3 separate regions of the Mus musculus genome follow, and regions 2 and 3 are each linked to region 1. The links are chromatin contacts, called in public HiCAR-type and HiChIP or PLAC-seq maps. All regions are on one chromosome and are shown on one strand. Each heading gives the region's core, a stretch centred on a gene start, on an enhancer-like site or on the middle of the called end of the contact. The rest is flanking DNA. Distances are from core to core; before and after follow the strand shown.

Region 1 (3,257 bases), core at 299-2,798:
GGGCCCAGAAAAGCACACAGTAGGCACTCAGAAAACAGCAGGTGGACTGGAAGGCTTAAGGGCCTGTGGGTTCTTAAGGGCATTCTGGCTTGAGCTGGCCAGAAGGGAGGCACCATGCACTAGAGGTCTGGCCCTCTTCTTTGTCTAGTTTAACCTCCAGGTCAAGTGGCTCTTACTCAAAGCTAAGCACTGTGATCCTAATTCTCACTGGTCACTTGGATGAAAAGACATGCGTGGAATTAACCTTTTGCTGCTCGCTGCCTCTGCCCAGGACCAGCGGAGGAGGCTGATGAAGTACGGAAAGCTGTACTGAACGCCTGGCCACCTGAGTGGCTGTGCACCAGAATCCAAATAAAACCCTCCGCACCTGATATGGAGCACTGTTACTGGGCAAGCGGTGGGGAAGAACGAAATAAGTCCCACCTTGCTCCACAGCAATTAAGCCCTACTGGCTGCTGCCCTCTCAAAGCTACAGCTTCTAAAACAAACATCCTGCCTGAAGAGGCAGCGGGAGGCACATTCGAGTTCCTCAGACTCATACCAAAAAGCGCTGGCCACTCAGGCTGTCTGTAGCCCACCTCACAGGAACCATCAAATCGCTGCATGCAGGTCTCCTGTTTAGTCAGCGGAACCTACAGAGTACACTGGAAACAGACGTGGTGCTGGTTAGGACTTGGCAGTGCCTGGCACCTCGCAGGTCGGGGGCAAGAGGTGGAGACCGGTCTGCACCTCTTTCTCCTCTCCTGAATTTTCATTTTCTAGGCAGCTTTTATCTAGCTAGGGCGGCTCAGTGCTTAGTGCTCTAGCACCCAGTAGGTACTGAGTAAATATTTATCAGGTGACTCCACACCTGTGACCCCAATATGGGTTTAGGGTTAAATAGCTGCACCTGCCCAATTCTGAGCCAATCTCTAAACAAAATGCCTCTGTCCCTGAAAAATCCTGTAAGGGGTGGGGGGTGGGGCAGATAAAAATCACAGGGCTGCAGTTTGCAAAAATATTGGTACCTGATGTCTGTTACCAAAGATGTTTTGCAATTAACAACTCATTAGCAAAATGTACGAATCCTGCCAGTGTTAAATATCATGCTGTGAATTTAATAAAGAACGTGTGAAGAAAAAAAAATATATATATTTTAAAATCCTACTGCCTTTACTATGAAAGAGAAAGAGGGACAGGGAATAAAGAGAAGAAAAAGAAATGAAGGAAAAGAGAAGGGATGGAGGGAGTCAGAAAAGAGCGAGATTGTGAGCACACACAGAGGAAATATCGCATTTGCTGGGAGATCCATGCTCCCCAATGGCAATGCACTCCATGAGGCATAATGACAACGACTCTCTTTCTTGCTGTCGATTGCAAGAGGGTGAGTACGCTTGCAAAGGGGAGCTACTGCTCCCATAATGCACCTCGGGAGCCATCCAGCTGCAGCTTCCAAGATGGCTGCGTGCGGGCAGCCTCCAGCGGAAACAGACAAAGAGCCTGGTCTCAGAGCTCAGGAGCCCAGCTCGCCCAGCCCACTGCAGGTCTGGCTCAGCCCGCACAGTCGTCTCCAAGCTCGCCCCGCCTCTCTCCCTTGGTTGCCAGGTTGCTGTGCCCTGGGGATCAAGGCAGTCTTTGTGCCTCGGAGACAAATGGCTGTTCCAGGGGCTTCGGCCCACTTGGCGGTGGGGCATGGCCGCCACCAGCCAAGGAGCCTCTTAATGAGAAACGCCCAAGATATCCATGGCAGAGTCCATCGCTCAAAGTGGCTTGCCCTGAATTACATATTTTCTGACTGCAAATTACTTTTAACAGCGTCTCTACAGTCACTTCAATTGACCTTCCTAACAAAAGGCCATTTATTAACTTGCACTCCGTGTTTCCTCAGGCTGCCTGGAGCCTCCAGCCGGAAGGGAAGGCAGGGAGCACAACGGGGACCCTGCAGCCCAGGGTCCTGAGCCAGGCCTCTGCCTGGAAGAAGAGGGGCCGCGAATATGAGCCCAACAGAGGGCTAGAAGGGGAGGGTAAGGGAGCAAGTGACAGACATTGACCAGCAGGCAGGAGGTGACTCCGTATAAGACACAAAGGGCCTTCCAGCAACAACTCCTGGTTCCATCATAGTGGCTCCGCGGCCACGTTTGTACAGAACTCTGCACATCCACTGGGCTTTTCCAGGTTCCTTATCAGCCGATACTCTCCTCAGAGCTGGAGGGTCCCTCAAGCTAGCCTTATTTTTACATAAGCAGAAACTGAGGTTTGGTCCAGACCCCCAGCAGCTGGTGGCTGACAGCAGGCAGAGGATGCTCCACAGTCTAGTCTGTGCACTGTCCACTGCACATGGGGACCAGCATCCTGCTCAAATGCAAAAGCAGGCTCAACACTAATTATATTTTAAAATGCCAGAGTGTTTTTTTCCTCTGGCCATAGCTCACTAAGTAAAGCAAAGGGGAGAAGCATACAGAAAGATAAAAGTAACCTGGGATTAATTTCCCTCACACCTCACTTTTGAGATTCAACATTTCCCTCATAAATAATTTACAACAATAAAAATGAGCTAAGGCCATGTTTGTGTAGGACAGAGGTAAATTCAGGCCTAATGAGGGAGATCTGAGCTCGGCACAGGGGGGAATGGGTTGATCTATGGCCTAGCGTGTGCAGGATCCACAGCACACAGGGGCTCCATTACCACGCACAAGCAGCGGGGCCAACCGGCCTAAAGGAAGGGAGCAGAGAGGCAACACTGTGCCATCCAGCTGTGGCCACAGGAAGTGTCTCAGGGAAAGCCAGAGTAGAGTCCCTATTTGGGTGACTGGATGGCAGATACTGAGCCACTCTGAAACCAGTGGATTCTCAACACTGGCCAGGCAAGGAAGGAAGGTACTGGGCTCTTGGGAGTCACATCTGCTCTTGGCCATGGTGACAGTGACCTTGAGCTGTTCTCTTTTGGTAGCCTTCCAGATGTCAGTCCCCAGTGACCTTTCCTGAGTGGGCATGTGGCCTCTACCAGATCATTCCCAGGCTGAGGGCTGCAGAGCCCTGCTCCAGGCATCTGGTCTGTGTCTCTCTGAGGGATCTTTCCTCAAGATAAGAGAGTCAAGCAAGAGTGTGGGCCATGCACTTCGAACCAAGGTGTGAGTTTGGTCTTCCAAGGGAGGGGGTCTTTTCCCCTCCACACCACACTGCACGCATTTGCAATGGAGGACTGGCCAGGAGGAGGCCTGGTTCCCTATAGCACAGCGCCTCAACAACACTGTCATCCCAGGTTCACAGAGAAGTGA
Region 2 (3,257 bases), core at 446-2,945, 730 kb after region 1:
CAGAATTCATACTGGCTAGAAGTGATAGCCAAATTGATGACTGAAATGCTTTTATGTAGTTTTCATTTAAACCTAAAAGTATTTGATGGTTTATTCAGTATCTAGTTTTCACAGATTATATGTATTCACTTAGAGGCCTTTAATGGGTTTATCAACATAGAGAAAGACCAGTGTTAGGAATGTTCAAAGGTTTGCAGACAGAGCTCCAAGCAGACTTCGTGAGGAGAAAAGTCACCATCCTTAAAACAGAAAACTCCACCCGAGCACCCAAACAATAGACTTGGAGGTCTGTGTAAATAAAGCAAAGCAGCTACCTGGCTTTAGAACGCTCTGGAAGGAGCTCAGACTTGGCACCTCTGTGCCCACCAGAGCCCCAGTTTAGATGCACTCTGTAGACTCTGAACTCCTGGGACAGTGGTATTTCATTTGAAAGGACTGACATGGACAACCTGTAAGACATCCATCCTTATGTGTCCACTAACTCTCATGTGCAGAGTTCATGTCTAGTTGGGTGGCATCCCCCTTCCCCTCTCCCAGGAAAGGTGGCAGCAAGATCAGGTTTTTTTTACTAAAGTCACTTGGCACACCACATCCCAGGCACCAAACCCGCTGACCACCCACCCTTTTTTCTCCCTGGCTGACAGGGCAGCTCCAGCAGAGACCACACATAAGCACACTTGTCCAGCATGACAGGCACCCTAGTTCAGCTTCGGAAGAAGCACGTACCTGGGATGTTTGTTCCTTTAGGTGCTCCCATGAGTGTGTGTAACAGAAATTCCAGTGAGGAGCGTGGGGAATATTCGAGGCCTTGCTGCTGTACAGTGGGCACCTGTGTTTACAAAAAGTAGCCCACAGCCTGCTCTCCGGCGCTGTTGACTCCCAGGAAATCTGGCCTCACACATGAGAGAGTCCAGTAGTGTTGTGCTTTTTTGTCTCTGACGGGGACTTATTTCCAAAGTTCCAGATCAAATACATTAAATATTGCCTGTTGGCAGAACAACAAACTCTCCTGAATTAAATGCCCCAGTTATTGGATTGCCTTTTCCTGAGAGCACAATCAGAAGCAGGACGCCTCTCCTCCTAACAGATATGTTCCCTAGCCCTATTAAAAGGGGTCTTCATCTAACCTGTCAAAGGGAGTCTGCTGGGGTTTTTTAGTTTTAATTACACTATCCAATTAAAACTCGTTGCTGCATTTGGATGCGCCTCTCCTTGGGCCTGAGTGGATATGACATTTACAAGGCTCGCCTTTCAAGCAGACAATAGTGTGATTGATGAGGCGCAGGTTCAGTGAAGGAGGCGAGTGCCTGTGGAGCACTGCTGAGTGCGCCTGGATTGATTTATCATCTCCTTCCCAAACCGGGGGACCTGGGAGAAGGGCGTAAGCAACCAGGGGACTGCCTCAGTTTCTCCAAGAGTGTGGAAGGGAAAGACCCAGTGTGGCTCAGGATAAAAGTGGGGAAAAAACTGTGGACATGGGACCATGTGTGACCATTCAAAGTCCAGCTCCAGGCCTTGGGCTCTTTAGCCAGTGTAGTAGCCTGTAACATAAACTGTAACGGCTTTTAAAAAGCCGTCGGTACATTTTGGAACAGTTCGTGGGGGCTGGCGGGCATTGAACAGGCCCTGAGAGCTCAGCTTCTCGGGATGTGTCCTGTCCACTGCCCTCTGCTGTTCACTGACAGCTGATTGGTGCCACCTCTGTTGCCTAGAAGCCCCTGGCCCCGGTATAGTCACTACTCATGACTTCAGAGTCAGCCAGTGCTTGTGGCCATGCGCTTGTCTCTGTACTGCCTGGCCTGTGCAGAGGTGAAATTAGAAGGCAAGAGCTTGTCCTAAGAGCCTAGCTGGTTAGTGAGAAAGAAGCCAGGGACTACAGCCACGACTCTCTGGGCTCTTGCTGTCAGGGCAGGATGAATGTGTGTGCTGCAGAAGACTGATGCTGCTGCGAGATGTGGCTTTCTTAGTGTCTACTTGCACTGTGCCAGAAAGTAAAAGGTGCTCTAGTGTTAGCTGGTGTGAAAAGCCACCTTCTTGTGTCTCAGTTTTCACTAAACAGTTAACTTGGATTTTATGGGCCCATCATAACAAATCAGTTACAAAGATATAGTGGAAATTTTGAGTACATTTCTGTTTCCTAGATTCTTATTACCACTCTCCTCAAATTCATCCTTTCAAGATTAACACAAGTGAGTCGTGGTAGAACAAAGCAAAAATGCTGAGCAGACTCTGTTTCCTGCTGCTTCTGCCAGCTCTAACTGTATGTAGTCTATTTATTTTAGGTTGGCAAGGTGGGTGACTTTTTTGCTTGTTTTTGTGGGTTTTTTGATGTGATTTTATCTTTTCTTTGTTTGGGGGGGTTGTTTGGGGTTTTGTTTGTTTGTTTGGAGTTATTTTGAGGAAGGGTCTTACTATTTAACTTTGGCTGTCCCGGGGAGCTCTTGTCACTGTCTAGAAGTCTTGACCAGACATGTTTTCTCTTCCTCTGAAAGAATTAAAAGGCAGGGAAATCTCAGTGCAACAGGTGGCAGCAGTGAGAATTCCAGACAGTGGATAAAGAAAGGCTGTTATTAGGAGTGAGGAGACTTATGCGGCATACAGGGAGAGATTCTGGAAGCCTGGAGCTGGGCACCTCCTTCGGGGCTGGCTTGTTTTGTTTTAAGCCTTTGAAGGATCTTCCTCCCCCAGTTTAGAGTTGTTCAGTTTGAAGGAAGCCTGGGTGGTTGATTGGCCCACAACTGTTATGCAGACATGTCCTCATCATATCCAGCCTTGAACTTTCTGAGCCAGTCCCATCAGCAGGAGGCCAGCTAGCAGGAGAAGAAACCCACTCGGCTTTTTTGTTTTAAGCTCTTGGGCATTTGTCTCAGGTCAGGAGTGTGAGGAAGAAGCCAGCCATCTTGGAAGTTCAGCATCTTTATTACCTACTCTTGTGGCACCACCCCTACCCCTGTCTGTCTGTCAGGGAATTTATCTAACTCCTACTCCCTCATGTAACCCATGCTGCCCTCAAACTCAAAAATCTGCCAGTCTCTGCCTGTTCCCAGAGCACTGGGGTCAAAGGCAAGTGCCACCACATCCCAATTTGTTTGTTGCTTTTGTGAATTTCCCAAGCTCTGGAGTCCAGGCTGGCCTAGAACTCACTGTGTAGCTCAGACCGGCCCTGAACTCAAGGCAATCTTTCTGCCTCAGCGTTCTGAGTACTAGAATTGCAGGCCTCAGTCACGGGTCATGCCCAGGTTCCAAATTGTATTTCC
Region 3 (3,257 bases), core at 218-2,717, 630 kb after region 1:
TCAATGCCCTTCTGAAACAGGCCACTTCAGTACAGTTCCTGCTAGAACCTGTCAGCCAGGGGAAGGGGCCAGATATGAGGATCAGCAGAACAAAACATTGTGAAAAGCATATAGAGAAATCGATTGGTTTATATGCTGCTTTTAAAATGCAAAATGGAAATATTCTGCAGCATTAGATGAAAGAATACTAGTCAGAGTGAGTTCTAGGACCGCCAAGGCTTCACAGAGAAACCCTGCTCAAAAAACCAAGGAAACAAAAAAGAAGAAAAGAAAGAATGTTATGGACCAGGGAAAATTTGTAAGAAAAATTAGGAGTTGGGGAGATAGTTTGAAGCACATAAAAAGTCACAATACATTATTTAAGAAAAAAAAAAAAAAACAAACAAAATGTGCAGGAGCAATACACAGGATTAGAATACTTTGTATATTGAAGCTATTAACTATACAGAACACAAGACTTAAAAGCATCTACCTTTTTTTTTTAAGGTTTATTTTATGTATGTGAGTACACTTTTGCTGTTTTCAGAAACATCAGAAGAGTGCATAGGATCCCATTACAGAAGGCTGTGAGCCACCGTGTGGTTGCTGGGAATTGAACTCAGGTCCTCTGGAAAAGCAGTCAGTGCTCTTAACTGCTGAGCCATCTCTCCAGCCCCAAGCATCCACTTGTAGCAGCCCCTCAAGTCACTGATTAAATAGCACAGTACTACACACTGAGCTTTTCTTTTTGCTGCAAATTGCTCAAATAAGAGAACTTTAAAATGTCTGTCTGTCTTACCACAAATTAAAAGAAAAACCTTTTAAATTCAAACTTTAATTTGAACAAATTTCAAAAACTGTGGTTATCCAAGCTGACATTTCTGAAAACAACTTCCTGGCATATATATTTAGAGAATTGAAATTGTGGTAAAATACACTTAATGTAATTTTTTCATATTTTAAATTATGTGTATTTCATTTGGTAATCAAATGATTTAGCTTCCTTATTTTTTTCATAGTTGGTAAGAAGAGGCTTTTTTTTTTTCAAAATGAAAACTAATCTTTTAAAAAATGAAAGGAAGGATCAAATTGGTGATGAGCCAGGACCCTCCTAGGGTGCTGGCCTCTTACCTTCTTATCTCTTACAGTGCTTTGTCAGTGTCTGCAGGGGAGCTTCACACACCACCCGCCTTCCCCCACTCATCAGTCCCCCCACCAAGTTAAGCCACAGGCCTTTCAGTTTTACAGTTTGTGACACAGGAAACACTGGATTCTTGGTCCCTTTTGGTGTAAGCCAGTCTGTAAAATAAATAGAAATCCCTTCCTGTGGGGCAGTGTGGGAAGGATTTTTTTTTCAGCCTGTTAGTGTTGATGCTCTGGAATACATCCTTATTTGGTCTTTCCCAGTGGGCCGGTCTTTGGAAGAGTACCTCATTCACGGGGACCAAATTGCTAGATGCTTGTAAGAACTTCCCTCCAATTTTGGTTTGATTGTCAAGAAAACCATTTATACAAGAGTATTATTCAGCTGCCCTGTTCTGTGAGAACTTCAGCATCCAACTTGCCCCAGGGAAGGAATGGAGAAGTTGGCTGGGATTCTTGGCATTCTTTATTCTTTCTTGTATTTGTGAACTGTTGTATAAAACCTAACTATGGGATTTAGCCTGATTTCCTCCTGGTTTTGATATGCTGATTCTGAGAGAAACAGTTGGGGAGACACTAACTGAAAATACTTAAGTCTATCTACAGACCAGATTGAACAATTCACACTTCAGTATTCACATTGATTGAATTTTGTTTTTTTTGTTTTTTTTTTTTTTTTTTGGTTTTTCAAGACAGGGTTTCTCTGTGTAGCCCTGGCTGTCCTGGAACTCACTTTGTAGACCAGGCTGGCCTTGAACTCAGAAATCCGCCTGCCTCTGCCTCCCCAGTGCTGGGATTAAAGGCGTGCGCCACCACGCCCGGCTTTGATTGAATTTTGTGCCTTACAAAGTTTTGTTTAGATTTGGAGGCCTTACTCTAATTTCTTTGTATGTAGTCCATGATTTTGAGGAAAAAAAAATTCCCTCCAGGTTGCCTTGATAAAGTTTAGAGTATTTGGTTTAAGGGTTAGAGACACAGATTAAAGCTCCTCTCCAAGAGCTCTTTATACTTTGTAGGTTGGCCACAGACTCCTGGGCTCACGCATTCCCTCAAGCCTCAGTCTCCTTAGTGCTGAGACCGCAGGTGTTCTCCGTGCCCAGCTGTCTCATTTCTTCTTATAGCAGAGTACACTGTTTTTCTTCTTTTGTGTTTCCATTTCCTTCCAAATTTTTTGGCCATTATGTAGAAAGCTATGCTGGTTTTGTGGGTATGTGAGTTTTCATCTCATTTGAACAAGTACCTAGGAGCACAATTATGGGTTGCATGGTCAGGTAAACCTGTGTCATAAGACCCTGTCAGCTAGTTCTCTCTCGGAAGGCTCTGGCCTTTGGCCTTCCCATCAGTGAGCATCTAGAGTTGTGCTGCCCACAGTCTCCCCAGCATCCGGTGCAGCTGGCATTTGGACTGTAACTATCCTTATGGGTATGCAGAGATCATCTCATGCGATTTGCAGTCCCTGATGGATGGTGCTGAGCTGTTTGTGCTTGACTGCTGCTCAGCTGCTTGGGTGAGCTGTAAGAAGTTTTGCACATTTTGAAATTAAGTTTTCTTATTGTCGAGTTTTAAGAATTTTTTGTATTTTTAGATACAATTTTTAGATACAGTTCTGTGATGGTTTGTATATTCTTGGGCCAGGAAGTGGTACCATATGGAGGTGTGACCTGGTTGGAGTAGGTGTGCCTCTGTGGGTGTGGGTTTAAGATCCTCACCCTAGTTGTCTGGGAGTCAGTCTTCCACTAGCAGCCTTTGGATGAAGACTTAGAACTCTCAGCTCTGCTTGTGCCATGCCTGCCTGGATGCTGCCGTGCTCCCACCTTGATGATAATGGACTGAACCTCTGAACCTGTAAGCCAGCCCCAATTAAATGTTGTTTTTATAAGACTTGCCTTGGCAGGGGCCAAACTCCAGCTAAGGCCCAGGCTTCAGCTCCAGCCCAGGCTCCCAAAGGTGCTCAGGCCCCCAAAGGTGCCCAGGCCCCGTAGAAAAGGCTCCTGCCAGTGTGAAGACAGATGGACTGCTGTGACACACCGCCCCACACACTATTTGCAGATGACCAGTGTCCTATGCTGTTCTTACAAATAAACTCAGGCAAGATCTGTTAAAAAAAAAAAAAAAAAAAAAAAAAAAAAAAAGAC

The links. HiCAR-type assays count read pairs that join an accessible place to other places. HiChIP or PLAC-seq counts read pairs in DNA pulled down with a chosen protein or histone mark.
Region 2: a contact with region 1 is called in an H3K27ac HiChIP or PLAC-seq map of stem cell-derived stembryo, with 9 times the contacts expected there. The contact joins two enhancer-like sites. A contact is called at or near these places in 6 of 39 promoter capture datasets (3T3-L1-derived adipocytes, cranial neural crest, embryonic stem cells and 3 more), 8 of 115 datasets of contacts at active chromatin or transcription factors (differentiating embryonic stem cells, embryonic basal ganglia, embryonic forebrain and 4 more) and 2 of 9 other capture datasets (embryonic stem cells and embryonic trunk).
Region 3: a contact with region 1 is called in a HiCAR-type map of astrocytes, with 4 times the contacts expected there. The contact joins two enhancer-like sites. A contact is called at or near these places in 1 of 39 promoter capture datasets (cranial neural crest), 9 of 115 datasets of contacts at active chromatin or transcription factors (the SCID.adh cell line, T-cell acute lymphoblastic leukemia, astrocytes and 6 more) and 2 of 9 other capture datasets (embryonic stem cells and embryonic trunk).

Annotation. Positions count from the first base shown.
Region 1 is chr2:33,875,208-33,878,464 of GRCm38.p6, forward strand. All of the region lies in intron 1 of Mvb12b (multivesicular body subunit 12B), which reads right to left. Among named protein-coding and RNA genes, the nearest start is that of Mvb12b, 11 kb to the right of the region's middle. RefSeq lists an enhancer at 123-3,257. Within about 2 kb of position 1,549, at least 162 of the 459 cell types and tissues checked have an H3K27ac peak or open chromatin away from gene starts, as enhancers often do. A contact at or near this core is called in the SCID.adh cell line, astrocytes and stem cell-derived stembryo, where this site is marked.
Region 2 is chr2:34,602,561-34,605,817 of GRCm38.p6, forward strand. All of the region lies in intron 10 of Mapkap1 (mitogen-activated protein kinase associated protein 1), which reads left to right. Among named protein-coding and RNA genes, the nearest start is that of Gm34178, 29 kb to the left of the region's middle. Within about 2 kb of position 1,696, at least 23 of the 459 cell types and tissues checked have an H3K27ac peak or open chromatin away from gene starts, as enhancers often do. A contact at or near this core is called in stem cell-derived stembryo, where this site is marked.
Region 3 is chr2:34,503,079-34,506,335 of GRCm38.p6, forward strand. The region is part of intron 5 of Mapkap1 (mitogen-activated protein kinase associated protein 1); the gene reads left to right. Among named protein-coding and RNA genes, the nearest start is that of Gm34178, 71 kb to the right of the region's middle. Within about 2 kb of position 1,468, at least 20 of the 459 cell types and tissues checked have an H3K27ac peak or open chromatin away from gene starts, as enhancers often do. A contact at or near this core is called in the SCID.adh cell line and astrocytes, where this site is marked.